Regions from separate parts of the Mus musculus genome. Here region 2 is linked to region 1. A link is a contact called in public promoter capture Hi-C data. All regions are on one chromosome and are shown on one strand. The core of a region is the stretch at or near the end of the contact, and the rest is flanking DNA. Distances in the headings are between cores, read along the strand shown. Region 1 holds the start of Tat (tyrosine aminotransferase). Region 2 overlaps Hydin (HYDIN, axonemal central pair apparatus protein).

The links. Promoter capture Hi-C pulls out the DNA fragments that hold promoters and counts their contacts.
Region 2: a promoter capture Hi-C map of embryonic stem cells shows a contact between it and region 1, with 2.2 times the contacts expected there. The contact joins the enhancer-like site here to the promoter of Tat in region 1. A contact is called at or near these places in 7 of 39 promoter capture datasets (the 3T3-L1 cell line, cranial neural crest, embryonic stem cells and 4 more) and 1 of 115 datasets of contacts at active chromatin or transcription factors (embryonic stem cells).

Annotation. Positions count from the first base shown.
Region 1 is chr8:109,988,377-109,991,841 of GRCm38.p6, reverse strand. It overlaps Tat (tyrosine aminotransferase), which reads right to left and starts at 1,406. Exons shown (of 12, transcript NM_146214.3): 1 at 1,322-1,406; 2 at 123-369. The coding sequence starts at 357.
Region 2 is chr8:110,520,950-110,524,463 of GRCm38.p6, reverse strand. It overlaps Hydin (HYDIN, axonemal central pair apparatus protein), which reads right to left. Exons shown (of 87, transcript NM_172916.2): 43 at 1,255-1,392. Among named protein-coding and RNA genes, the nearest start is that of Gm21283, 20 kb to the right of the region's middle. Within about 2 kb of position 1,268, at least 8 of the 459 cell types and tissues checked have an H3K27ac peak or open chromatin away from gene starts, as enhancers often do. A contact at or near this core is called in embryonic stem cells, where this site is marked.

The DNA of each region.
Region 1 (3,465 bases), core at 157-2,656:
TGTTCACAGAAGAGAGAAGCTAAAGAACCGCCAAGACTTTACATCCCCACGTTCGGGTCTTATCTCCTCCCCTCTCTTCCTGGCAGCACATGAGAGCGGGAGGTCAAGTGGCCCGAACTCACCAATTGACAGAGAGATCACGGTTTTGTTCGGATTCGGCTTCACCTTCATGTTGTCCACAATGGCTCGGATGGGATTGAAGGTTTTATTGGACATGTCAGAGGGCCTCACATTCCACCTGGCCTTCCTGCCCTTCGCTCTCCCTTGCACCGAGCTTCTCCCGCCAATATTGACGCGAACATCCAGCACTGAAGGTAGGCTGTCATTGACATTCGTCTGGATTACGTAGGAGTCCATGGCTCACAAAGCCTACAGGGAAAAAAAGAGACGTCCCTGTAAGGCTAAGATGGGGAGTTGGGGAGCTGTGTTTAGACCTAAGCAGGGGTGACCTCACACATGCATCTCTCTAATGCTTTTATATGATTTCACTTGTAAGACAGCTTTGGATATGAATAGGAGTGGGGTTTAAGAATGTCTTGCAGAGATAGAAAATATAGGAGCAACTCATTTTCAAAATTATCAGGGAGCATTTAATTGAATATTTATCTACTACAAGTAGGATTGTTTTTTTTCCACTTGTCTTTGGCATGGGTGTGTACTTGTGCATACACATGTTCCACTACAAATGTGTGGAGGTCAGAGGACAACCTCAGGTTGCAGTCCTCACCATCCGCCTCATCTCACTGTGGGTTCTGGCATTACAGATGTGTACCGCCACATCTGACTTTACATGGGTCCTAGAGATCCGAATTCTAATTCTTGCCCTTGGATGACAAGGGCTTTTCCTGCTGGGTCAGCTCTCAGCCTTGTGGGATTTTCTATATGCAACTCTAACCCTATGCTCTGAGTTAAACCGAGAGAAAAAAAAAAATGACAGGAGAGTATTCATCAAAGCATGTGGGCTACCATCTCGCCCCCGAGAAAGGGTCTTCCCAGTACCTTAGCCTGGGCATCTTGGCAAGACCAAAAACTCAAAAACTGTAAAACTAAGGCAGTGGAGCACTTGGCTAGCAGAGCCAGGACCTATGTTCAATCATAATACCATTAAGGAAAGAGAGAGGAAGGGAAGAAGGAACAGAGAGAGAGAGACAGAGACAGACAGACAGACAGACAGACAGACAGACAGATGAATATTGATGCTAGTTAAAGTAAGGACATGTCAGATAAGCATCCCAGCCCTGGGCAGAAAAAGCCAGAATATCAGAAAGAAAGCCAGGAGCATCGCAATCACCATCACAGTGCAGAGAACCTCCGGGATTACCTTCCTCGTCCAGGCAAAGCAGTCTCCAAGCAGCCAAACCTATAAGGCCCACGAGCGCTCCTCCACCAAGTCCTCTGATGATGAGTTCAGGTGCGGTCCTGACCCTTGAAATAGTTTCAGCCAATGGGCGTTGGGCCTGAAGCCCTTATGCTATTGGTTGAGAGTGAGGACTAAGCCCCTCCCCTGGACCTCCCCCCACTCCCCCCCCCCACACTCTGCTGTTTCTCACCCCAACCCTGGGCCACCATCCAATCTGGGATTTGTCCACACATCACGTTATCTGGAATTCTCTGTGTTAACTCTTTCTGGTCATTTGGTGAGCTGTTTCAGGAAACTGTGGAGGGCAGTTGGGGTGACAGCGATTAACTTTATTGTCCTTATTTTGTTATGAAAACTATTGTGTTAACAGTACAGAAATGCATTAAAATGAGGGTCCTTCTGGTAGTGCTTTCTCTGTGCACTCCAGTCTCACTCCTGGACATGGGCAATGATAAGAGCTTGGTTGACTATTCATCTACTGCATGTGGGATTTGCTATGGACAATGGGAATCTCCACAAAAATTCAACCGCACTCCAAGGAAAAACAAATTAAAAAATTCCATCAAATAGGTTAGTATAAGGATAGATAAATAGATGCAGAGATAAATGAATACGTGATTTAATAAATTTTCAAAGCACAGATAGAATCACGCGCTCATTTGACAGTGGGCATTTATCATTGCCATTGTCGTCGTCGTCGTCGTCATAGTCGTTGTTGTTACTTTGTCCTGTGCCTTGATCCCCTTTACTTGGCATACCACAGAGGTCTGGACTCCATTTAGAACAAAATGGGAAGTTAAAACAAATTAATAATCCATCAAGAAACAAGGCAGCCAAATTCTCTGCAGCTTAATTTTCATTAGGGTACAAAACTGTTCAGGAATGCAGTGAGTTGAAGGATCTGAAGTCTGAAGTTTTTAATTTTTTCTTTAAAGAATAGGAAATTCTCAGAGCAGCTTGTATTTGATCACAAAGTTAACAATGGAACTAACAACACTAGTGGTAGAATCTCTCTCCTATGCTGAAACACACACTCTGATTCCTGGACCACACCTGCTCCTTGCTCCCTCAACAGGCACCATCCACCAGAGGCGCTAGACTAATATTTGCGTAGCAGTGTCTCTGCGCATGTGCAGTGCTCCAATCACCACACTTTGCAGGCCTACAACGTCTACTTCCTGCCGTGGGCCTGAAAAGGCAGAGTACTATTTAGATGCACAAGGCTCACATCACACTGGGCACGACAGAGCTCTAGTGCCCAAAGACACGTATCACTATCACCTCCAATAAAAGCTACGGCATGCAGAGATGCTTCATAAAACACAGGTGTTGCCAGAGTCCTGCTGTGCACTTTCTTGTGGACATTAGGACATTGGGTGTCTTCCTCAGTCACTTTCCACCCCACCCCACCCCACACACCCCTTTTTGATATAGGGAATTGAACCAAAGCAAACGCCTCACCACTGAGTTGTACCTCTAGCCTCTCCGCTTAGTTTAGAGTTGCATGGTCTCATATAGCAGCCACAATCATAATTGACTTTTGATCCTTGAAATGTGGCTGATCTTTAGATGAGATGTTTCGTTCATATAATCACGTTCTGGAGACTTAGTGTTAAAAATGCCAACTACCTCATTAATTTTATACTGATTGCACGTTGAAAGATTCTTTGACATTTTGAATAAAGCCATAAAAACTCTTTTCAAAGCCTGATGAGATTGCTCAGCCGGTAAAATCACTTGCTGAACAAACCTGACCACCGACCTAGGTTCCATCCTTAGATGCGACTGTGGAAGGAGAGAACCGACTGCTGAACACACACACTAATAAGAACAACTAATAATAATAATAACTTATTACTATTATTTTAACTAATTTTACTGAGGATAGCAAGATGGCTCAGAAGTTACGAGCACTGACTGCCCTTCCAGAAGACCTGGGTTTGGTTCCCAGCACCCACATGGTGACTCACAACTATCCATAGCTCCAGTCTCAGAGGACCAAACACCCTCTTGGGACCTCCATAGGAACCAGACACACACACAGGGTGCACATTATAACATACATGCAAAATATCCACAGACAAAAATGCAATAAGTAAATCTCT
Region 2 (3,514 bases), core at 19-2,518, 530 kb before region 1:
GGACTGTAATGATCTTGGTGTTGCAACCACTGAAGAACGGTTTCTCCTGCAATGTGGTATTACTCCAGGACCCGGCATGAAGGATGGAGTTGAATCCCCAGCACCCAAGAAGGTATCAGGCATGTGGGGGCTGCTTGTAATCCCAGCACTTGGGAGGCCCAGATGGGATGTCTGCAATAATCTGGCTAACAAGATGAGCCAGATTAACTCCTGTCTGTTGTGAGAGACCTGATTTTCATAAATTAAAAGTGAAGAACAACTGAAGATGAGACCTGATATCAATTTCCAACCCATGGCCTCTAACCCATGTACACACAGATATAAACATGCATACACACACACACACACACACACACACACACACACACCCTATACACACAGACACATGAAAGAAATGTGCTTAATAGCTGCCCGGTATGAGAAACTAAAGGAAACACACAGCTCTGGGAGCCCATAGGCCTTGCTGGTCGTGACTCCAGAGCATACGTAGTTTTTTCATGTGTCCACGTGGTCCTGGAGAGAAAACCAAGGCCTTAAGCAAGCCAGGCAGGTACTCTTTCACTGGACTGCAGCTCCAGACCCCCAAGTTCATTAAAAAAAAAATCACATTGGTTTTGACCTTAAAAGCAGTATGCTTTTAAGAAGAATTGAGAAAGATAAAAGGAGATGTAAAACCCATAGACCTACTAACCAAAGAGAGTAACACTGATCTCACACTGTAGGAGGTTTTTGTCAATGCATGTGACATTATTTGCAAATATATAAAATGTAAATTTGCTTTACATATTAATCTGTTTCACATTACATTATGAAAACTTTTTTTTTAATCTGTAATTTACAGAGACCCATGTTTTATTTTTGAGACAAAAATCTCATTATGCAACCCAGCCTGGTCTGAGTTCCGCAATCCCATGCCCCAGCGTCGGGAGCTCCGGGATTTCAGGTGCACACTACCGTGCCAGGCAAGCTTGGACTTCCAGCTGCTCACATTATACTTTTTATCACATTGCTCTTTTTGCTTTATTTCTTTGGTGTAAAACCTGCTCCCTGGTTCTTTAAAAAGAAGAGTAGCTTCCAACTGGAGGACAGACAGAGGTCATGGGCGAGAGCGACAAAAGACAAGCAAGGGACCCTTTGAGTCCCGAGGGCTCTGAGCCACTGAGGGGGGCCGATGGCCTAGCGTCTCAGCTCTCAGCAAGGGTTCAGTGTGTGAGTTCCAAGCCTGCTGCTTTGTGTGGGTGGGCGTGTACACACCTGTATCCGCTCAGCCAGGATCTGAATGAGGAGGTCATCTGGGAGCACGCAGCTCATCAGCCCGGTCTCCCCGCCAATACTGGCGCTGACGCTGAGCCGCCGATGGGTGGGGCCGGGGAGGAGAGGGCTAGAGGAGATCTGATGAGTGGGAGAAGGGCAGGAAGTCAAAAGCCAGCCTTATGTCTCAACAACTATACATACAGGCAATGTAGCCTACACACACACACACACACACACACACACACACACAAAATAATAATAATAATAATAATAACAATAACAATAATAATAATAATAATACCACAAAACTCTTGCAGGCTCCTTAAATAATGAGGACTATATTTCAAATGGCATGATTCCCTACTTCTCTTGAAAGGAAATAAAACTTGAGACATGTGATTCATGTAATTTATGTCAAATAGCCTAAAGAGTTGTTTGTGAGCTTTGAAACCTGGGCCTGAGAACATAGAAGAACAGGTCAGGACATGCCTGGGCAGGCCCATCGTTACATGTCCTGACTGGCCTAGTGCCTCCCTATCTCCTGCCCTTCTAACAGTCTGTTGATGTTTAAATGGACCAATCATGTGAAACCGCGCCAATTCCTCCCCCAGTCCCACCCCTTTTCTATAAAAACCCCTAGCTTCCAATACTCGTGGTCAAAACCACTGTCTCCTGCGTGAGATACGTTTCGACCCAGAGCTCTGCCATTATGGCTCCACCATGTGGTCGACACCTCTGTCTCCTGCAGGAGATATGTGTCGGCCCGGAGCTCTGTCATTAAACTCTGTCATTAAACTCTGTCATTAAATTCATGCTTTTACATCAAGATGGTCGTCTGTTCATGATTCTTGGGTGCACGCCGAACGGAAATTGAGTGGGGGTTTCCCCACTAGGTTCTTTCACTCTCAGGAATGGTGGTAGCTTCAAGCAGGGATACTGTGGGAGGTTCTCTGTATGTGTCCTGACCTGTATTTGACTGCCCATTCACCCAACAGATATTTACTGAGTTCCCATCATGCACCAGGCCCTCCTTGTGGACTAGGTAGGCATCCAACAACAAACAGGACCAGCAATTGATGCTGCCTCCACGGCTCTTACCACTCTCACGGGAGACACAGAAACTGAGCGCATTACCCAGGAACCGGTAATATTCACGGCAGGGAGGCGTGTGGTGGGGAAGTGAGAGGGCAAGGGAATGACGGGGCAGTGAAGGGGTGGAGAATCACGGGAGGATCATATAAGCTTGGAACCATGGCAGACTGAGACAAGAACTTGAGAACTGTCTCTGTGAGGGAGCTGCGTGCGTGAGCTGATTTGGGAGCACACGGGAGTTCAGCGTGTATGGAATCTGGTAAGCAATGGTGGTGGTGGAATATTGGAAGGCAGGTGGATGTCTGGATGGGACTGGTGAAGGAGATCAGGGGCGACTGAGACAGAGGAAGTGGTCCTTGGAGGAAACAGAGAAGGGGATCTGAAGAGTGAGTTAGGAGCTGGAGGGGGCATGGTGGTGCACGCCTTTAATCCCAGCACTCGGGAGGCAGAGGCAGGTGGATTTTTGAGTTTGAGGCCAGCCTGGTCTACAAAGTGAGGTCCAAGACAGCCAGGGCTATACAGAGAAACCCTGTCTGGAAAAACCAAAAACCCAAAAAACCAAAAAACCAAAAAAAAAAAAAAAAAAAAAAAAAAGGAGGGCAAGGACCATGGATTTAACCCCTGAATTGAATAAGAGGGAGAGGGATGGGAACCAGTGCACATGTATAGATGGGTAGAGTGATCAGCTCAGAATCTGTCTCCAATTCATTTGGGTCTTGTCATGTTGAGCAGTGCAGGGTTGTGTGTGCTTTTGTGTGAGCTCGTGCACATGTATACATGTGGTATACAGGTTCTGATTTCTACTCTGACTTCTTTTAGGGTTACTGTTTACTGAGAGAGAGAGAGAGAGAGAGAGAGAGAGAGAGAGAGAGAGAGAGAGCTAGAGTCAGAACTGGGATTTTCTGCTGTCCCCAAAACATTCTAAAAGTCTTTACTTCTAGATTGATAGAAGGAAAACAAGCAAAACTTACCATGATGCCCTATTTTTAACAAATACGAGCATCGGTGTAAAGAATGTCATAGCTCTCAGGGAAGAGGGTTAAAGGCTGGGGCTCCCAAAGAAAACGAGCCAGGGGCTCCAGCTCACAAGGTACTATGAACACAAAACGCACTTATAGGGGAGGTGCAGATAAAAGACCTTGTTGGGCACCAGTTTAGCCCCTGAGAT